Regions from separate parts of the Mus musculus genome. Here all the other regions are linked to region 1. A link is a contact called in public ChIA-PET and promoter capture Hi-C data. All regions are on one chromosome and are shown on one strand. The core of a region is the stretch at or near the end of the contact, and the rest is flanking DNA. Distances in the headings are between cores, read along the strand shown.

Evidence for each region. Promoter capture Hi-C pulls out the DNA fragments that hold promoters and counts their contacts. ChIA-PET counts read pairs in DNA pulled down with a chosen protein or histone mark. Capture Hi-C pulls out chosen DNA fragments and counts their contacts.
Region 2: a contact with region 1 is called in a promoter capture Hi-C map of adipose tissue. The contact joins the promoter of Tmem120b here to the promoter of Bcl7a in region 1. A contact is called at or near these places in 1 of 39 promoter capture datasets (the 3T3-L1 cell line), 8 of 484 Hi-C or Micro-C datasets (the G1E-ER4 cell line, adipose-derived mesenchymal stem cells, embryonic stem cells and 3 more), 4 of 115 datasets of contacts at active chromatin or transcription factors (the SCID.adh cell line, double positive thymocytes and embryonic stem cells) and 2 of 9 other capture datasets (adipose tissue and pancreatic islet).
Region 3: a promoter capture Hi-C map of embryonic stem cells shows a contact between it and region 1, with 3 times the contacts expected there. The contact joins the promoter of Zcchc8 here to the promoter of Bcl7a in region 1. A contact is called at or near these places in 10 of 39 promoter capture datasets (the C10 cell line, cranial neural crest, embryonic stem cells and 5 more) and 2 of 9 other capture datasets (adipose tissue and pancreatic islet).
Region 4: a contact with region 1 is called in an RNA polymerase II ChIA-PET map of memory CD8 T cells, with 14 read pairs. The contact joins the promoter of Clip1 here to the promoter of Bcl7a in region 1. A contact is called at or near these places in 10 of 39 promoter capture datasets (the 3T3-L1 cell line, embryonic stem cells, hematopoietic stem and progenitor cells and 4 more), 4 of 115 datasets of contacts at active chromatin or transcription factors (embryonic stem cells and memory CD8 T cells) and 1 of 9 other capture datasets (embryonic stem cells).

Annotation. Positions count from the first base shown.
Region 1 is chr5:123,341,743-123,346,836 of GRCm38.p6, forward strand. Bcl7a (B cell CLL/lymphoma 7A) reads left to right here and starts at 2,706. Exons shown (of 6, transcript NM_029850.3): 1 at 2,706-2,979. The coding sequence starts at 2,888. It overlaps Gm15860 (predicted gene 15860), which reads right to left and starts at 3,400. Exons shown (of 2, transcript NR_165267.1): 1 at 3,184-3,400.
Region 2 is chr5:123,073,062-123,077,836 of GRCm38.p6, forward strand. It overlaps Tmem120b (transmembrane protein 120B), which reads left to right and starts at 3,214. Exons shown (of 12, transcript NM_001039723.2): 1 at 3,214-3,434. The coding sequence starts at 3,366.
Region 3 is chr5:123,718,179-123,723,015 of GRCm38.p6, forward strand. It overlaps Zcchc8 (zinc finger, CCHC domain containing 8), which reads right to left and starts at 2,866. Exons shown (of 14, transcript NM_027494.3): 1 at 2,545-2,866; 2 at 1,314-1,356. The coding sequence starts at 2,752.
Region 4 is chr5:123,682,800-123,687,853 of GRCm38.p6, forward strand. Clip1 (CAP-GLY domain containing linker protein 1) reads right to left here and starts at 1,562. Exons shown (of 24, transcript NM_019765.5): 1 at 1,453-1,562.

The DNA of each region.
Region 1 (5,094 bases), core at 1,456-3,955:
CGTGGTGTGGGTGCAGATATACCTGGGACGGCATGCATATCCAGGGCAATCCATGTCTGGAATCATCCTCTGTCTGGCTTATTTACTGAGGCAGACTGGCTCAATCAAATCCAGAGCTTGTAGTATGGCTAATCTCACTAGCCAGCTTGTTCTGAGGAATCGTTTGTCTCTGCCTTAAAGATTTATTTATTCATTTTATGTATGTGAGTATACTGTAGCTGTCTTCAGACACACCAGGAGAGGGCATCAGATCCCATTACAGATGGTTGTGAGCCACCATGTGGTTGCTGGGATTTGAACTCAGGACCTCTGGAAGAGCAGTCAGTGCTCTCAACCACCATCTCTCCAGCCCTGTCTCTGCCTTTTAAGACTTTGGAATTACAGGCCAGTTGCCATGTCTACCAAAAATTTCCCTGGGGATCTTTGTGCTTCTGTGGCAAGTGACTAACCACTGAGCCATGTGCCTGGCTCATTATAACCATTTTAAAGTACAATGTTCAGTGACATGGGACATATATCTCTACATAGGTCCAGAAAACTTTCTTTATTACAAACAAACAAAAAAACAAAAACAAAAGCAAAAAACAAAAACAAAAACAAAAACAAAAAAAACCCCACTGGCCATCATTCCCTGCTCCCTGCCCCAGCTCCTGCCTAGTCTAGGAAACTCCTGTAAGTGGGGTCATACAATCTTTGTCCTTATATGCCTACATCTTTCTACTTAGCATGCTTTCACACATTTTTAGAGGTATTGGTATTGCTTTTATCAAGGAATAATAATACCACTGAAAAGACATCTGTTCATCAATTGGGATTTGGATTTTTAGTATTCTTACATTTCATTTAGGGTGTGTGTATGTGTGTGTGAGTGTGCGTGTGGTATGTAAACATGTGCTGATCCAAGGACAACTTTCACGGGTTCTGTTTTCCACAGCGTGAGTTCTGAGACCTGAACTCTTGCCTGCAGGCTTGGCAGCAAACACATTTACTAAGACATCTTGCAGACCAGATATTCGGACTTTTGATATATCTTATTTAAATACACACACACACATACATATATACACATATATTCTATGTGGGAATTGTGGTGTAGCACTTGCCTAGCATACACAATTTCTGCACTAAACAAAAATGAATTCCCTGGGGTCCAAGCACATATCTGATGATCAAATACAGAGGGTCAAATGCATGAGACTTCGGATTTATGGCACATTTTTCAATCCATCACAGAACGATTCTTTGACATATTTGTGGGGTGTGTTATTTTGTTTTGAGACAGGGTTTTCTTTTTGTGGCCCTGGCTGTCCTAGAACTCACTACTATGTAGACCAGACTGGCTTTGAGTCTTGAATACATAGAATCGGCCTGCTTCTGCTTCCCAAGTGCTGGGATTAAAGGTGTGTACCACCACTGCCTGGCTCCATTGTTTTGTTGTTGTTGTTGGTTTTTTGCTTTTGTTTGTTTTGGTTTGGGTTGTTTTTTTGTTTTGTTTTGTTTTAAGACAGGGCCTCACTATGTAGTCCTGGAACTACCTACATAAACCAGGTTGGTCTTGAACCACAGATCTCTACCTGCTTCTGCCTGGAATTAAAGGAGTGGGCTACCACATCTGATTGTTGTTCTTATTTTTAAATTTTCGCTTTAGGACCGTGCGTTTAAAGTGGTTAAAAGAAGCCTGGGGGAAATTTCCCCAGATTCTCACACCCATTTCCCCACTAGCTCCCTCTACCAAACCCCTGCAACCCCCCCAGACTTCAGGGGGAGATGCTTGGTACTAGAATCATGGCAGTCACAGATGAAGGTCACTGCTGCAACCTTCAATAACTCCTTGACTCAGTTTGTCCATCTGTGAAATGACTGATGTTGCGCTAGTTCCTCTCCAGGTAGCAGCTCTCTCACTTCAGGTCATCTCTTTTCCCAGCATTCACGTGGACAAGCATTCGCTCTGGTCCAGTCTGTGTAGCCGCAACTGCACACCCACCTGTCCCTATACTGGGTGACCGCGGTAGATCCTGTCACCCAGCTCTGTCCTAGGGTAGGGAGACAGCCTCTCATAAGTCCTTCTGTGTTGGGCCAGTCTAGTTTACCTGCTGCTCCGGGTCATTACACTGCACTTCCACCAGGAGCCGTTTAAGATTAAATTGTCATTTTCGGTCAAACCCCAGGGAGGTTGATCCGTGACTGGGACAACTTATCTCTAAGGGAAAGAAAGCCCAGAGACAATGTCAATTGCCACCGGGTTCGGGCACCTTTCCTACGACTCTAGTTTAAGCATGGGGAGGAGACGTTCTAGCTCGCACATTTTAACAGGGCAGCTGGCCAGAGACCGGCGCCTCAACTCTTTCTAAGATCACCTCGCGTCCCGAACCGCCGCCTCCAACTCTTGAGAACTCAAACGCCCGACAAGAAACTTGCACGATCGCGCCCGCGGCCACCAACCCGAGCCAGAGCACCCACGGCCTGCAGTCTGCCATCCCCAGGGTGTGTGTCTTGGGGGGGGGAGGGGCCCCCCATCGCACCTGCGGCCTCTGGGTGAGTCCTGGCGCGGGCCCGTCCCGCGTGCTGGGAGGTCGGGGTTACCCGGGAGAGCTTTCCCAGAGTGAGGTCCCCGAGGCTCCCCGGGGAGGGCGGCGGCACCCGGAGGCCGCACTGCTGGCGGCCGCGCCGCTCCCCCTCGCTCTGTGCAGCTGCCGCCCCGGCGCTTGCGCACTGGGCCCCGGGCGCGCGGCGGCACCAGGCTTTGTGTGTGCGCGTATGTGTGTGAGTGTGTGTCTGTGCGCGAGTGAGAGAGCGGGCGAGTGTGGCGAGCAGGACCCGGCGGGCGCGCTCCCCCAGCCTCCCTCTCTCTCTCTCTTTCCTCTCTCTCTCCCTCCCCGCCAGAACCATGTCGGGCAGGTCGGTTCGAGCCGAGACCAGGAGCCGGGCCAAAGATGATATCAAGAGGGTCATGGCGGCTATCGAGAAAGTGCGCAAATGGTAAGCCGAGGCGCCTGCTCGCTCTCTCGCTCGCCCCGGCTCGCTGCACCGCGTCGCGGCCGCCAGCAAGCCCGGACCCAGCGCGTAGAGCGGCGGGGCGCAGCGGCCCCGGGCCCGGAGTTGGCGAGGGCGCGCGGCCGGGGTCACCTGCGCCCCGCGGGGGCTGCGTCCGCTGCCCAGGTGTGCTTGGCGCCGGTCACCCACCTGGCGCGGCGGCGGCGAGAGCGGCGGCGGCGGCGGCAGGAGCCCGGAGCTCGGAGCTCGGCTCTCGGGAGAGGGGGGTTCGCAGCCGGCCCCAGAAGCCATTTCGTTTTTTTGTGCAAGTCACATGAAAGCGGCTTCCCGCGCGCCGGGGCCGTGATGCCGGCGGCGGCGGGCAGAGCGCGAGCTCCATTGTGCAGCGCGGAGCGGGCCGCCGTCTCCTCCCGGGGCGGCGCGGCGCCGGTGTCCCCCCCCCCCAACACACACACACACACATACACACACACATCCTACGCCCCGACCCGCCCGCAGCTCCCCGCCTCCCAGGCCTCGGCGCCCTCGAGTCTGCGGAGTTTGCAGAGCGCGAGCCGTTTAAATTTAGCGCTTTGGGCAGCCTGGAGCGAGGGCTCCGGGCGAGGAAGGAAGATGGGGGCGAGCGCTAGGAAGGCGGTGGCGCGGCCGGGGCGCGGAGCACCCACGGCTCCCACGCGCTCCGCGCGGCACCCGAAGCTCGGGGAGCGCGATGTTTGCATCCAGAAGCCAAGTCCTGGGCCGTGTCTTGCCTCCTTCTTGCTGGAGCTGGTGTTTGTTTTGCGGAGAGAACGAGCGACCGTTGTTTTTGTTCTCTGCACTGGGGGAGGAGGAGACCGCGAGATTCGGTGTGGGCCGTGCGTGTTTTTCAAGCTCAAATTAGATCCTGCCCGGCGTGGCCTCGTTATAATTAGTAGGATGGAACATTTTCTCGGCCCTCGTCGGGATCTGACACCGAGGCGGCCCCAGAGGCCAGGCCTGAGGCGCCAGTAGTCCACCACCAGGTTGGGTCAGACTTGTTGAAAACTCCCTGCTCCCTGATTTTAACTTTATTACGGTTTTTTTCCCACGGCTTCATCTGGGTCCGAGAGGGAGAGGAGCAGCTGCGAGGGTGTCCCCAAGTGTCAGCAGCCGCTGGCTGGATCTGTCCTTTATAGGAACTGGCTAGGCTCCACTGCAGGCTGGGTTGTTTTTTTTTTTTTTTTTTTGGGGGGGGGGGTCATTTCTTGAGTAACGCCTCTGTTGTTGTTGTCCTTTTTTTTTTTTTAAACACTACTGGGGACCTGTCTCCGGTTTGATGGTGTCACAAGTTAGCTGTCCTTTCAGAGTGAAACCCAACAAAAAAGGCAACGAGAAAAATCAATAAAGTCCACGTGCTCCCGGGCCTCCTATGGAAAGGGCTGTCTGCGGATGGCCGGATGCCCGCCGTGGGCTGGGTTTGGCTCCAATGGGACAAAGAATTTTCACAACCGTGAGAAGGGGAGGCTTTCCAAAGTTGAGATCCAAGTCCTGGGTGCCGGGGAGCTCCCCGCTGAGCAGGGCGACCAGTGCCCAACTGCAGCCATTTAAAAATGGCAGAAACAGCTGCAGGCCAAAACACAGGAAAACCAGCACCTTGGCCCCTCTCCTGTGGGACTCTCAAGGGAAGGCTGGGGTGGCACCCCTCCCTGGCCTCAGTCCCCGGTGCAAAGAAAGAACTGATAGCAGGGCAAGAGTCCCTTCTGTCTGTCACCCGCCTGGAGGGTAGAAAGGGGCCGGTGTAAGCTCCCTTTCTGGTCCTGGAGCCGTGACAGCTGCGGCTGGGTCTGCCAGCTGCTCTGCTGGGCGGGCAGATGGAGGGTTGGGGCTTTCCACCCTGCGGGCCCCAGAGCAGCAGGCCTGGAGGCTTCATCTTCCATGCTAGCGGGTTCACAGCCTGCCAAGCCTGGGAGTGCAGTGGGGGATGTGGCCGCTTTCTACCCTATGTTCTTTTGGGAGAAATAAGTATATCATGACCTCTAAAGACTCCAGGCCTTTTGGGATCTCCTGCATGAGTTTCTACTTCACTTCCTAGCAGTGACCTTGGGCAAAATACGAAACTCAGTTCCTTGACTCTGTCAACTA
Region 2 (4,775 bases), core at 1,964-4,463, 270 kb before region 1:
TGCTGGGATTAAAGGCGTGTGCCACCACTGCCCGGCGCAGTTGGTGCTCTTAACCACTGAGCCATCTCTCCAGCCCCCACCCCCACCCCACAGTAGATGATTCTATAATTCATTCCCTGTAGGCATTCAGCAAACAGTTATTGAGAGTCAGCTATTCTCCAAGCTCTTGGGATCTAGTGGCAATGAAGACAGAGACACGTTTTTTGCTGTCTCAGAGAGATTACTTACCCCTCTTTTTTTTTTTCCCTTCGGTTTTTCGAGACAGGGTTTCTCTGTACAGCCCTGGCTGTCCTGGAACTCACTTTGTAGACCAGGCTGGCCTTGAACTCACAGAGATGCACCTGCCTCTGTCTCCTGGGTGCATTTACGGTATATGTCACTACCATCTGGATTTGACTTATTTTTTTTTAATTTAAAATTTATTTTATGTTTATATGTTTTTCTGTCTGTGCACCACATACACAGGCACATGTCTGGTGCCTGAGGATTCAGAAGAGGGCATCAGATCCCTGGAACTGGACTTACAGATGGTTGTAAGCTGCCATGTAAATGCTGGGATTTGAACCTGGGTCTCCTGGAAGGGCAGCTGGTGCTCTTCACTGTTAGCCATTCTCTCGCCTGTTTTGTGGCTATTTTTGGAGAGTCCTTACTACACAGAGGAAAATATGTTGATAGCCCGGCAGTGGTGGCGCACGCCTTTAATCCCAGCACTTGGGAGGCAGAGGCAGGTGGATTTCTGAGTTCAAGGCCACCCTGGTCTACAAAGTGAGTTCCAGGACAGCCAGGGCTATACAGAGAAACCCTGTCTCGAAAAACCAAAAATAAAAAAAGCATTCATACACATAATATAAAAAAGTAAATGTTTTTTTTTTTAAGAGAGATATATTATTTTGGAGCCAAATATGAATGCCCATGACACAGGAACATAGGTTTAATACCCCAAAGTCCATGTTCCAAGGTGGTAATAGTTTGATGAAATTTTGGTATTAACTGAACAAAGATAGTCTTAAATCAAGACACTTGATAATACACTGCAAAAATCATTAAGTTACACCGAAATGGAGACATTCCACTTTAGACTTGAGGTGTTATCTGACAGCACATTTAGTCTTTTGATGACTAGCAGAAACTAAGGTTTTATTAAGTTAATACATTTTAAAAAGTTGGGTTTTTTTGTTTTGTTTTTTTGTTTGTTTGTTTGTTTTTTTGCCAGGCAGTGGTAGCACACACCTTTAGTCCTAGCACTTGGGAGGCAGAGGCAGGTGAATTTCTGAGTTCAAGGCCAGCCTGGTCTACAGAGTGAGTTCTAGGACAGCCAGGGCTACACAGAGAAACCCTGTCTCGAAAAACCAAAAGAAAAAGAAAAAAAAAAAAAAAAAAAAGAAAAAAGAAAAAGAAAAAGAAACCCTGTCTCAAAAAAAAAAAAAACAAAACAAATTTTTTTTTTTCATTTTCCCACTTTGATTGGTTGTTTTTTTTTTTTTACTAGATATTTTCTTTATTTACATTTCAAATGTTATTCCCTTTCCTGGTTTCCCCCACGAAAACCCCCTATCCCCTCCCCCTCTCACTGCTTACCAACCCACCCACTCCTGCTTCCTGGCCCTGGCATTCCCCTACACTGGGGCATAGAACCTTCACAGGACCAAGGGCCTTTCCTCCCATTGATGACCAACTAGGCCTTCCTCTGCTACATATGCAGCTAGAGCCATGAGTCCCTCCGTGTGTAGTCTTTGGCTGGTGGTTTAGTCCCTGGGAGCTCTGGGGATACTGGTTAATTCACATTGTTGTTCCTCCTAGTGGGCTGCAAGCACCTTCAGCTCCTTGGGTACTTTCTCTAGCTCTTTCATGTGACTGCTGGGAATTGAACTCAGGATCTCTGGGAGAGCAGCCAGTGCTCTTAACCGCTGAGGCTGACCCATCTCTCTAGCCCTTCTGGGGATTTTCATTCACAGTGTCTTCATAAGAGAGGGCACACAGAGAGGCCCTGTAACTACTGGTCAGAGAGAATGGAGCAATGCAGATGAAAGCCATGGAGTATGTAGGCTCAACAGTCACTGTCATGGCTACTAGGTAGCAAGGCAAGGCCCTACCCAGGGTCTCAGGAGTCATGACACTTTCGTTTCAGGTTGGTCGCTGTGAGATAAATGCACTTCTATTGTCTAGGCCACCCACTTGTAGCTAAGCATAGCCCTGTGAAACTAATGCAGGTGTCCTTTTAATTTTAATTAATTTTACAGGGTCTTACTGTGGAGCTGGCCCTGAGCTATGTAGACCAGGCTGGTCTCAAACCCACAGAGATCTATCTGCCTCTGGCCCTGGAGTGCTTCAATGAAAGGCATGTGCCACCCAAACTGCAGAACACACACCCTTAACCACTGAAGTTTTTCCCTCCAGCCCCGACAGGCATCATTTGATATTTTATTTGTTTGTTTGTTTGTTTGTTTGTTGAGACAAGTCTTACTACGTTGTCAAGGCTGGTATGCAATATCACACCCAGCTGCAGGTGTCATTTGAATGAGGTTCCAGGAGTGAGCAAGAAGCCACTGCATGATGATTCAGAGGGAGGAATGTCAAGTCAGGATAAAAACAATGGCCGGAGAGCTGGATTTAGGGCAGGGAGATAGGAGGTGTGGTTGGAAAAGCCAGGCTTGTGCAGGTCTTTTCGGACTTGGCACGGAAAGGGAGGCAACTGTATTCCATAAACTTGGTGGTTGTGGCTTTTGACTGACAGCACCAGCTGTCAAGAGTCACCCAGTGTCTTAGAGGACAGGGATGTATCTAGGCTGTATTGGTTGCAATAAATATCATCGCCAGCGTGAGATGACAGAGCCAAGTCTGCATTTTTCCCATCCTGCCCTTGACCTTACTACGCGGTCACTGTCAAAGCTGTCATTTCAGGGCACTGGCTTTGGCCTAGGTCAGGCAATGTGAAGGAATACATGAATTTTCCCTTTACCTCCTCCAAATCATTTCCACCTCACTCTCCCACAAAGATAATCTAAGTAACATAAGCCATAAATGCAGCTTACACATAAACCCTCCACCCACTCCGACGAGAAACCTACTACCTACACACGAGGAGTGAAGAGACCCAAAGAAGACTGAAGAGTTGCACCCGCCACGAGGCCAGAGCCCGGGGGATCGCCCATGCGCATGCGCGGGCCCCACCCTCGGGCGAGGGGGTGAGGCTGGCGCCGGGGCGGGGCCCGTGACGTCAGGTGCGCGCGTGGCTCCGGCTGCGCAGGAACAGCTGGTGCCTCGGGAGGCGGCTAGTGAGCGGGCGGGCGTGGGCTGCTGGTGGCCGGACGGGTCACGCTGCGGGTTTCGTCGCCGCCGCCGCCGCCGCCTTGCACCATTGCACCATGTCCGGCCAGCTGGAGCGTTGCGAGCGCGAGTGGCACGAGCTGGAGGGAGAATTTCAGGAGCTGCAGGTAGGACCGGGCCACCTGGTCCCGCCACTCTTGCTACCTGCGGTGCTTGTGCCTTCCCTATCTAGCCATCCCAGCCCGGAGGTGGGGCGATAGGACCCAGACGGTGGCCCGGGCTGTGCGTCCGATGGGCTGGTGGGTGGCCTGGCGCAGCCCCTTCCTATGTAGCAGCGCTTTGGCTCCTCAGTCTCTTGGGGCGCCCCTCATTCTCGCGCCCTCTCATCCACTCTTTGCTCCACGCTCTCCCTTCGCTACAGAAAGTTCGTCTCTGGCCCCCGAGGCAAGTTCCAGGTGTGTTCACGAGGAAACTGTGATACTCAAAGGACACCAGACCAACCCCCACACAAGGGATCTTCCCCCCAACCCTCCAGTTGCAGTTGGCTGTTCAACTCCTTACTACACGCTCTGTGCTGGCTGGGCAGCCCTCGCTGCAACTGCGGTTTGAGAGTTGTGCTTGGCTGCTTTCATCTTGGCCCCTTAGGCAGTTTTTAAGTCTCAGAGACCCCTCAGTCATAGCCTTGACTTTGGGAGCTCTGATGTGGTTCTGCTTATCGGCTGCTGCGAGCTGAGTTTACCATTGTGGATGGCAGGCATCTGTCAGTTCTGACAGCTGGCTGCCTCACCCGGTGATAGAGGGCTGCACCCAACCCCTCACCGTTTTGGCACAGAGCGTTCCACCTGGTGTGTTGAAGGTTGGTATAAGAGCTGGGCTCTTGAGAGGATAGCATCGCCACCCGGTCCTATCAGGAGGGTCCAGAGAGGCCTCAGCTATATGCTCTGGGGACTAGAGACTCAGGAAACCTTGGGGACGGCCAAGAGGAACAACACATGGCTTCCTCGCATTCACTCTCTCCTCCTCTCAATGGTTACTTTGTCATTCCCCTTGTCCCTGTAGCGTTCTCAGTTGGGCTGACCTCCTGCAATGTCCAGAGGAGAATGCTGTCAAGGGAGGTCTGTGATGGGTCTTTGTAAAGTGAGGCTGCCGATGTTACAGAAGGATGCCGGTGAACCTGAGCAGCAGATCGGCATGGGCAGAGACTTAAGAGACCCAGGACTGTCATCCCTTCGTAGTCCCTCCAGCATATATGGATGGGTTGGTGCCTTCTCTTTCAGATCTGAGGTCTTGGGTTCCTCATAGTTCCCAGAGGATCCCTTTTGGTTCCACCCACGGGGAAAAGACTCAGCCATATCCTTAACAATTTTTCCCACTGGGCTGTGAAGCCATGCCCAGCCACAGAGCCAGTGAGTGGGTCTTAGAGTTGGGAGTGGGAGAAGAGGTTTCCTGCGTGGGGCTTTTGCTTCTATTTCCTTCCTTTCGGCTTGTTTTAAACTACGAGGAGGAGG
Region 3 (4,837 bases), core at 1,616-4,115, 380 kb after region 1:
GCCTAGCCAGTACACGAACAGACAATAAAACTTCCCAGTTCCAAAGCCTAAAAATATTTCAACTGGACAAGAAGACTCCTATCTGGAACGCCAGCACTTGGGAAGTTAAGGCAGAAGGCATGCCAGGAGTTTGAGAGCAGCCTGGACTACACAGACCCTGCTGGAAAAAAAGGAAGGAAGGAAGAGGGGGGGGGGAGGGACATGGGAAGAAAGGAAAAACGAGCAACTGCTCTACATAAACTAGCAAGTACTCTAGGCTGCAGTGGTAGCACGTGGTTTTAATCCCAGCACTCAGATTAAACCCAGGGCAGCTGGGTTTGAGACCAGCCTGGTATACTGAAAGTGAGTTTCATGCAAAGACTTGGGAGTTCAAGGCTACAAAGTAAAATCCTGACTCAAAAAACAAAATAAATAAAAAATTAATCTAGTAACTTGTTAAATTCCTATCATATGGAGATGCCAGCATTAGTGTAACTGTTATAAGCAGATGTCTGAATACATGCCTCCTGCATTCGATACTTTCTCAAAAGCATATTTCCTTTTCTTCTAAAGTGCTGTGCCTTGCCAGACTTGGCCCTAGGTGTAATCCCAGTACTAGGGAAGGGGAGGCGGGAGGACCAAGAGTTCAAAGTCACCCTGAGCCACACTGTAACCAGAGACCAGCTTAGGCTACAAGAAGACTGTATCAACAAAACAAAAAATGCTCTACCTGCACTGTCTGTAACTGTAAAATATTTAATACGTACTTTACAAATATTAATAAAAATATTTAATGCTAGTGTGGTTGCTCCTGTTATCCCAGCACTTTCAAGGTAGACAAACAAAAACCAATAAGGTTAAGGCCAGTGTAAACATACAGTGGATTCCAGGCTAGTTTGGGTTACAAGATGAGAAACACTGTCTCAGTAAACCCACCCTTGCCTGTCCAAAACAAAATCCCACCAACCAACCACCACCAATAATAACAACAGTAATAATAACAGCTGTAAAGAAATCATCGGCTAACATAACTGTAAACTTATTTTATCTTACCAGAAATGTGTTAAATATGAACAGCTGGGTCTAACTTGCTTCTCTGAATTGTCAAGCAAAAATTTCTGGATTGAGGAAAAAGACCCACTAAGTCTGTTTAGACATTTAACCCACTTACCAGAATTCCTTTATACCCCTAAGTCAACAATAAAGAACCGTTACTGAATTCTTCATTGGATTCTGAGTTGTGGATGATACAAAAATTCCTTTTTCTACAAGGATGCTGTGACTAGAGAAGGAGAGCCAAGAGGCAGCTCGTGTGTAATTTCAAGATGTCATACCTGGGTCTTGTCAGAATGTTCAACTTTCTTTTAAGTTCTTGATGTTATTACTGGTTAAGGAATATCAGTCCTCAGGACATAACAACCAACCACTAAAACTTTCACTTTTGTTATCCAAATGACATAAATGTAAAGGAAGGCCCCGTAATCAGTACTTTGAAGGAAAAACACTGGGTACATGTTTTGCCGAGGGCAGGACAACTGGACCTGAACATTAAATAAGGTCTTCATCTCTTTGAACATATATTCTAAGACATGGTCCTGGAGTTCAGAAACAGTCTAAGAGATGAACCAAAAATTTCAGTTAGACCGCGGTGTTCCCGGAACAAGTTGAAGCAATTAAGAAAAATTTCCACGTCAAAGCATAAAGATAAATGATAAAGTTAATATAGCAAAATGTTTGCAAGAATGTGAGAGAACCCCTACGGATATGAAATACACAATCCTTTCAACTCTCTAGTATTTTATAAATTTTCATAATAAAGTGTGTCACGGAAAATGGTTTCATGAAAAAAAAATCAGACTTGAACTTCAAAAGTTGACATAACAACCATGCTCAGGGTTCAGGCTAAGTTCCAAAAGGAAAGTTACCTGAACCAAAACTACCTAAGAACGGGAAATTAACATACTAGCAAACCCACAAACGTTATAATCACGTTAATAAAGTCAAAGGGAATTTTGGCGCGTTTTTCCCGGAGCACCGGGAGGCAAGTTAGCTCAAGAAATCAAAACGATCTGGACAATTTAGCAAGTCTCTTCGCATGCTAAATCTTTAAGGTCGTCCCCCCCGCGCCCCGATTCTCCATCACAGTGGGCACTCGTAGCTTTCGTCCCTCCACAAATCATCCCACTCCCCGGCTGCGACGCCCCGCACCTTCAAACGCACAACTACACTACGACTCGTCTCTTCTCGAGCTTGGCACGCAAAGTTAGAAAACACGGTGACCTCCAAGACCGGGAGAGAAGTGTCTCCAGTGTCACAACAGTTGAGAGCAGCTTTGAGTTGGGGGGCCAGGGTGGTGTGCACTGGAGGACGCTCGCGGGGAAGGGATCGCGCGCGGGCCGCGGATGCAGCTTCTGCAACCGGACCGAGACTCCCGCCCGCCCGCCAGGTCGCGGGAGGAAGGACTTCGAATGCTAATCTTCTTGGAAATTCCGCCGTGTCCCCCGCCCGCCGCCACCCAGACCCCGAGTGCCAAGTGACACCCGGCCCATCGCGCCGGAAGGATATTCTCGGCGCGGAGCTGCTCGATGGTGGCCTCGCAGCGCCGGAGCTGCTCCTGCAGCTCCGCATCGCCCACCCCGTTCTCGTCGTCGTCGTCGTCCTCTTCCTCCTCGTCGTCCTTGAACCGGGTGTGAACGGGCTTCGGCGTCGACTCCTCTGGTGGGTCAAACGCCTCGAAGAGCTCTAGGTCGCCAAAATCCACACCGGCCGCCATCTTGGGCTGTGGGAAAGCTTGGAGGGCAGGGGGCGAAGGTTGGAGGCCAGAGCCGCTCTCCCTGGAGGCTTTTCTCCACACACAGGCCTCCAAAGCCGTCTAGGGGCGGGTCCTGGACGGAGACTACAACTCCCAGAATGCCAAGGCCGCCCTCATGCCTCTTTCCGAATGGGCCACAGAGCGTGGCATTCTGGGATATGTAGTTTCTAAGCGACGGGACTCATTGTTTGCGTTGCACACTGGGATTGCTCTTTTTAAAAAAACGGTTCTGAATGAGTTAAAACAATATGGATTGTCCCCGTTAGGCGTTTAAAGCTGAAGGAATCAAAGCCGGATACATGGCTTTGACAAAATGTGGTGCGGTTCCCCAGCGTCGAAAAGAGAAGACAGGAACTCTACCTTTGCCGTAGATAAATGTGCTCTCAGACACAAGCCACTTTATTTTGCTTGTTTCATTTGTAAATGAATGAAAAATGAAGTTATTCCACTGCCTACTCTCATGAACTCCTATCAGGGACGAAACAAACAGAAAAACCAGAAAACCCTTTATTATGTTTCTACTTTCATATGCCGCTGGATTTGAATGGATATTTTCGTCATCACATGTTAAAATCACCGGAAATTATAACCTGTAACAAATAATGTCAGGTTAGTTATGGTCTCTGTTGGAGGCCAGCTCCTGTAGCGCGTTTAGTGATCCAAGGAGGGGTTGATGATATTAATGTAAATCAGACAGACAGACACAAACACACACACACACACACACACACACACACACACACACACACACACACGGTGAAGCAAGGCTTCAACAAGCGTCAACAACTTTATTACTTCTCCCATAACTTATATCTTCCAGCAAAATCTCCCAAGTAGTACAAAGATTACAATGTGGCTACATTTTGTAAGTGAATGATTATAATAAATACACAAGCAAAAAAAAAACCCCAAAAACAAAACAAACAACCCCCCCCCCCAAACCCAGCATGTTACACCATACCTTTTACAAGATTGAAAGTCTTAGGTATTATAAGTGAAAAAAAAAATTAAATAAATTATAATAGATTAAGTGTAAGCAAGCAAGCTACTTTTTCTCAGCCAGTTCTTGTACTACCAGGCTACAATTTGCAGTTATAATGAAAAGATCAATTATTTATCTTTTAAAATAATCTTATAAAAGAGTATTTAGAATCAGAAATCTAAGCTTGTGTGTGTGTATGGTGTCTGTGTGTGTGTGCACGCATGCACACAGAGGCAAGGTTTTTCTGTGTACCCGTGGTTGACCTGGAACTTCTGTGTACCCATGGTTGTCCTGGAACTAGCTCTGTAGACCAGGCTGTCCTCAAACTCACCAGCCTCTGCCTCCCAGGTCCTGGGTTTAAAGACTTAAGCTACCACCACCTTCCTACTTTAAATCCTCAGTTGTACACCCACTCACTGATTTTTTTTTATCAAATTATATCAGGAAGATAAAGGTAAAAATAGATACAAGTAATTATCACTTGATGACCCATCCAGCCTTAGCAAGAAAGCCACATAAGCTAAGAACTAGCTCAGCTACCATTGTTCTTGTTCCCTGACCTCAAAAAAATTCCTGGTTCAACTTTCAAAAGTATACCAGTCTGGATATTAAATTGTTCCCCAAAGTCCTATATATCAAAGCAAAAACTTTTTTTTTTTTTTTAGTATTTTATTTTTATTTTATACGCATTGGTGTTTCACTTCATGTATGGCTGGATGAGGGTGTCAGGTCCCATAGAACTGGAGTTACAGATAGTTGTGAGCTGCCATGTGGGTGGCATGAATTGAACTCAGGTCTACTGGAAGAGCAGCCAGTGCTCTTAACTTCTGAGTCATCTCTCCAGTCCCTAGCAAAAACATCTTAACCTAACTTATACTAACAATTTACATCTCCGAGTTCTTTCTGAGGGTGGGGGTTGAATCATGAACCTGTTTCAGCAGCATTGCTTGAAAAACATCACTCATCAACAGTGCCAATGACACTGCCCAATGAGTGGTTGGAAGCCCCTCAGAGTTTTCCTACAGTTCTTAGATTATGAGGGATGAGATGACTGTGAGGGGAAC
Region 4 (5,054 bases), core at 312-2,811, 340 kb after region 1:
AACCCTAATTGTTATTATTTCAAGAGGAAGAAATGCCCCAAGGCTGAGGAGCAACAGTCCTGAGGATACTTGCAAAAGAGCATCATTACGCCTAGAAGCCAAACGCGGCTCTCCTAACTGGGAGCCACAATTAGGAATAATAATCATAAAATCCTAGCATGAGAATCACCAAAGCACCACCGCATAAATACTAACAGAGCCCCAAGCAGACAGACAGACACAGTCCTGGGCCTAGAAGAGGCTAGACTGCCGACTCACACCAAAATGAAAAAAAACAAAAACAAAAACAAAAAAAAAACCAAGGAAATGACAGAAACATATCCACTGTCTTAATAAATAAATAAGTAAATAAATAGAAACAGTAGTTGGCAAGTTTTTGCTAAAAAATGGGTATGCACGTGGATTCCAGACTTAACGAGTCATTTCTTCATACCAGAGAGGTGGGGCTGGGCAGGGAGGAAGGGGGTGGTGTGCGGTTTCTGCCAGATGGGAAAAGCCACATGAAGCGGAGAGACTACGGGATGTCAGGGCAGGACTCCAGACTCAGAAAAAAATAAAAATAAATAAAAATTAAATAAATTAATCCGATATTCTGTTGTTCTCTCCCCAATAACGCAACACCTCCAGGTTCGAGACAAACCACAAGGCTCTCTGCTTTTAAAATAGTCACCCCATCCCCACCCCCAACCCCGAACAAGTGTCATCTGTCTTCCGCGCCAACCCCCGACCGCGCTGGCAGGTTCGGGTTACCGGGCAGCGGTGATTTCAGAGATCTGGCACCCTGTTTCGCCCTTCTACCTTCACAGAGAATCACGCTCCAGGGGTCTGAAGGAAAACAAAAGCCCGGGGCCGAACAGCCAGGGACCGGGAACCGGGGCCCGAGCCGGGCCGGGCTGAGCCCGAGCGCCACGGGGCAAGGGCGCCCTCCATGCCGGCTCGCGGCCGGCCACCCGGCGTCCCGGGCCTGCCCGAGGAAAGCTCGCCCAGATGGCGAGCGGCGGGAGGCGTCCAGGGCAACAGGTCGAACCGGACCCGCGGCCTCTGGGAGCGACGGAGCCGTCCCCGGAACCTCCCCCTCCAAGAGCTGGGGAAGAGGACGCGGGCTCCTCCGAGAACGGCTCCCGAGGCGGCGCAGGGACAAGGAGTCCACGCTCCATCTTGAGGCGGCGGGAGGAAGGCAGGCAAGGCCCCGGGCCGCGGCTGCCAGGGCCCGGACGCGCGCGGCTCGCACGCAGCCAGCCTTCCCCGCAGCCACGCTCTCCCCGCGCCCGCCACCCTCCCGGGTGCGTCCGCGGCTCCTCGGCCGCCGTCCCGGTGCGTGGCGGGAGCTTGAGACGAGCCTTCCCTCCCGGCGTTTCCCTCCCGGATCCCCGGGCGGCGGGAAGGAGCGGAGGGAGAACGGGTGGGACGGCGAGGAAGGAGAGATGGAGATGGGGCCCGCGCTTCGCTCACCGCCTGGGACGCCGCTGGTCGCCGTCACCTGCCTCCCAGCAGCAGCAGCAGCAGCCGCCGCGGCCGCCGCCTCCCGCCTCCCCGGCTCTTCGGCTCGGGGCGGGGAAGAGAACGTGACGCGCTGCCGCCGCCGCCGCGGGGCCGGGAGAAGACGCCGCGCCGCCCCTCCCCGTGCCCGGGCCGCTGCCGCCCGCGAGCTCCCCTGCCGCCCCTTTGTCTGCCTGCTCCCCTTGCGAGCCCCTAAATCCTCCACGATAAGGAGCAAGATGCCGGGGGACGGACCGAAGGGCCTGCAGACGCGGGTGCCTTGGCATTTCAGGCTTCTCCCTGTTTCCTAGCCAAGTGTGCCCAGAATATGCAAGTCACCCCGGATGGCTACCCGTAGACTGGACCAACCGCAGCCTGCCGTTTGGGGATGGGATGGGGTGCGGTTGGAGAGTGGGGGAGCTGATTGATTTCATTGACCTCCCTTTCCCGCCTAGAGCAGGGTGATAAATCCGTTGCCCCAAGTTGGAAGGGAGATGCCCATAGGCAAGCTCAGCTTGGGATGAACGGTCTCTGCTCTCCAGGAAATCACTGAGGGGTTAAAAAAAAAAAATCCTTTGAGATGAGCCCAGGGCTGCAGCCCAGTTAGTTTAAGAAAAGCGTCTTTTATTCGCCCCAGTCGTTTGGACAGAAGCCCAGGTTAATGTCCCGTTCGGGCTCCTCCCCAAGCAGGGATCCCCTTGTCAAGCTTTTGAAAGGGACTGGAGAGGACGCTGCAACAGCCGGCTCAGGGCTGCGCTAGCAGAGGGCGGCCAGCATTTCGCTCCCATGGACCATGGCAACCCCAGAAGTTTTGCAGCTCCCGGCAGAAATCTGCAGCTGTTGGAAGCCCAGGTTTCTGCAGTGACTCAGTATTGATGGAGAAGGGGCCAAGGAGGAAATATTCTGAAGGGCGACCTCCCTTCTTGACCTTTATTTAAAACACCATTGTGTCTGGGCAAACAGGCACCTCAGAGAGCCCAAGAAGGGAACTCCACTGGAAATGCACAAAGTAAATTTCATCTGCAGACCCTCCTGTCCATTTAAGCCTTAAATCACACACACACAAAAATAATCTATTATTCCACCTGAGCCTGATATGTGAGCTCCAAGGTCAAGAGGTGAGAGTACCCTGGGAACCCAGAATTCATTCCTACTTAGGCAAGCAATACTTACCCGCTGATCTGAGTACAATTCAACTCTGTTTTTCCTCTCTTGGTTATTCCAGATGGTTTCTGTGTGTAATAGCCTTGGCTGTCCTGGAACTCTCTTTGTAGACCAGGCTGGCCTCAAACACAGAGATTTGCCTGCCTCTGCCTCCTGAGTTCCAGGACAGCCAGAGCTACACAGAGTATACATAGAACCCTGTCATAAAATTTATAATAACAAATAAATAAAATATTTAATAATAATAATAATAATAATAATAGCAGCCAGGCCTATTGGTGTGCACACTGACAATACTAGCCTTCAGGAGTGGGAGGCAGCTGAATCTCTTGAGGTTAACCTAGCCTGCTCTACATACCATCCAGGGCTATATCCTGGCGATGAGTAAAAATGTATTGGGGTGGCAGCAGCACACGCCTTTAATCCCAGCACTCAGGAGGCAGAAGCAGAGAGAGCTCTGAATATAAGACCAGCCTGGTCTCCAGAACGAATTCCAGGACACCCAGGCCTACACAGAGAAACACTGTCCTGAAAAACCAAGAAAAAAAAAGTGGAAATGATGAGAGAATGACAAACTGCTGTTTAGAATCCCAGGATGAGCTCTCAAAGAGAACCAGCCAATGACCACAAAAGCTCCATTCAGCTAACCAAGAACAGCAGTAGGCACCATCCTGCAAACTACACTCCAGGCCTTCTCAATAGACTAGGGCTCTGAGTACAGACGGCTTTACAATGTGGAGGGTGACCAAAGTCACTTATAAGGTTGCCATCACATATCTAAGATCCTGTGCCTTTTTAAAAATCCAGTAAGGCAGGATATCTGTGAAATTGGTGCTTGATGCAGTAGTTCTGATCAATGAATATCTTTTTGAGTGCACACACACAAAAAGTTGAGACCTCCTTCCACAACATCCAACACAGTGAAGTACATGGGGACACATGTTCACAGCATTCACAGCAGAAGTGGGTTGTTTGTTTGTTTGTTTGTTTGTTTACAGCAGAAGTATTTGATATAGTCAAAAATCGGGAACAGACTGAGAGTGTTAGCCCAGCATCACAGCACTGGGAAGTCAGAGGCAAGTGGATCTCTGAGATCCACATAGGTCTACCTCGTGAGTTCTACACCAGCAAGAGACCCTGTCACATAACAGCTAAGTAAATATACATGTTTTTAACACTTAGTATATTCACAGTACAGTTCCTCAAAATGTTAAACAGAGTTCCCATGTGATCCAGCATTTATACTCAGAGGTATAGTCCCAAGAGAAATTAAAACATGTGTTGCAGGGCTAGAGAAATGGCTCAGAGATTAAGAGCACTGGCTGCTTTTCCAGACTACCCAAGTTCAATTCCCAATACCCACATGGTAGCTCACACCTCTCTGTAACTCCAGTTCCAGAGTTCTGATACCCTCATACACACATACATGCAGGCAAAACAGCAATGAACATAACATTTTTTTTAAATGCTATACAACTGCCAGGGTGTGCCTGGTGGTAAGTGATAGTACACGCCTTTAATCCCAGCACTCAGGAGCCAGAGACAGGGCCAGCCTCAACTACAGATGGAGTTCCAGGACAGCCAGAACTACACAGAAAAACCCTGTCTCAAAAAAAATTATATATATATATGTATATACACACACACATATGGTGTGTGTGTGTGTGTAAAATATATAAAACAAAAACAAAAACCAAGCAAACAAACATCTTGGTAAACTGTTTGTGAGGGCAAGTGTCTGTAAATCCATCCCTTTGAAGGTGAAAATGGGAGGATTTCACATCCTAGGCTAGCCTGGGCTACATAGCAACTTCTAAATTTAGGGTAGGCGGGCTCCTCTAGTGATAACCCCATCTCAAACTAAGCAAAGTAAACATTCCTGGCAGCATTACTCATAAGAACACAAACAGAAACAGAAATGATTTTCAACTGGTGGGATGGAAGGCACGATACGAAAGTGCAATGCATTTCTACATGTTAAAAACTATTTAAACTTTTCTCTAAAGGCACCCACTTGTTTTAATGAGTATGGGCAAGACTGGGGAAATCTGTATGGGGGAAGTATGGATGTGTCAAACATAGCAGTGTCTCCTTGTGACACCAAGCTGTAGTGATAAAGGACTGGTGAACGCTGCGAAGACTGACTGGAAGATGAACAGAAGACACCCTTGTGCATTAGGTTTTACTTCCGATGAGTCTCTTAATTGATTTGAAATATAAAGCTGAAATAACAGGGTCAATGAGATGGCTCAGCAGGTAAAAAGGTGACTGCAGCCAAGCTTGGTGATGTGAATTCGATCACAGGGTCCCACATAGAGGAAGAAGTGTATGAGCTCCTACAAGTATCCTCTCGCCGGGCAATGGTGGCGCACCCCTTTAATCCCAGCACTTGGGAGGCAGAGGCAGGCAGA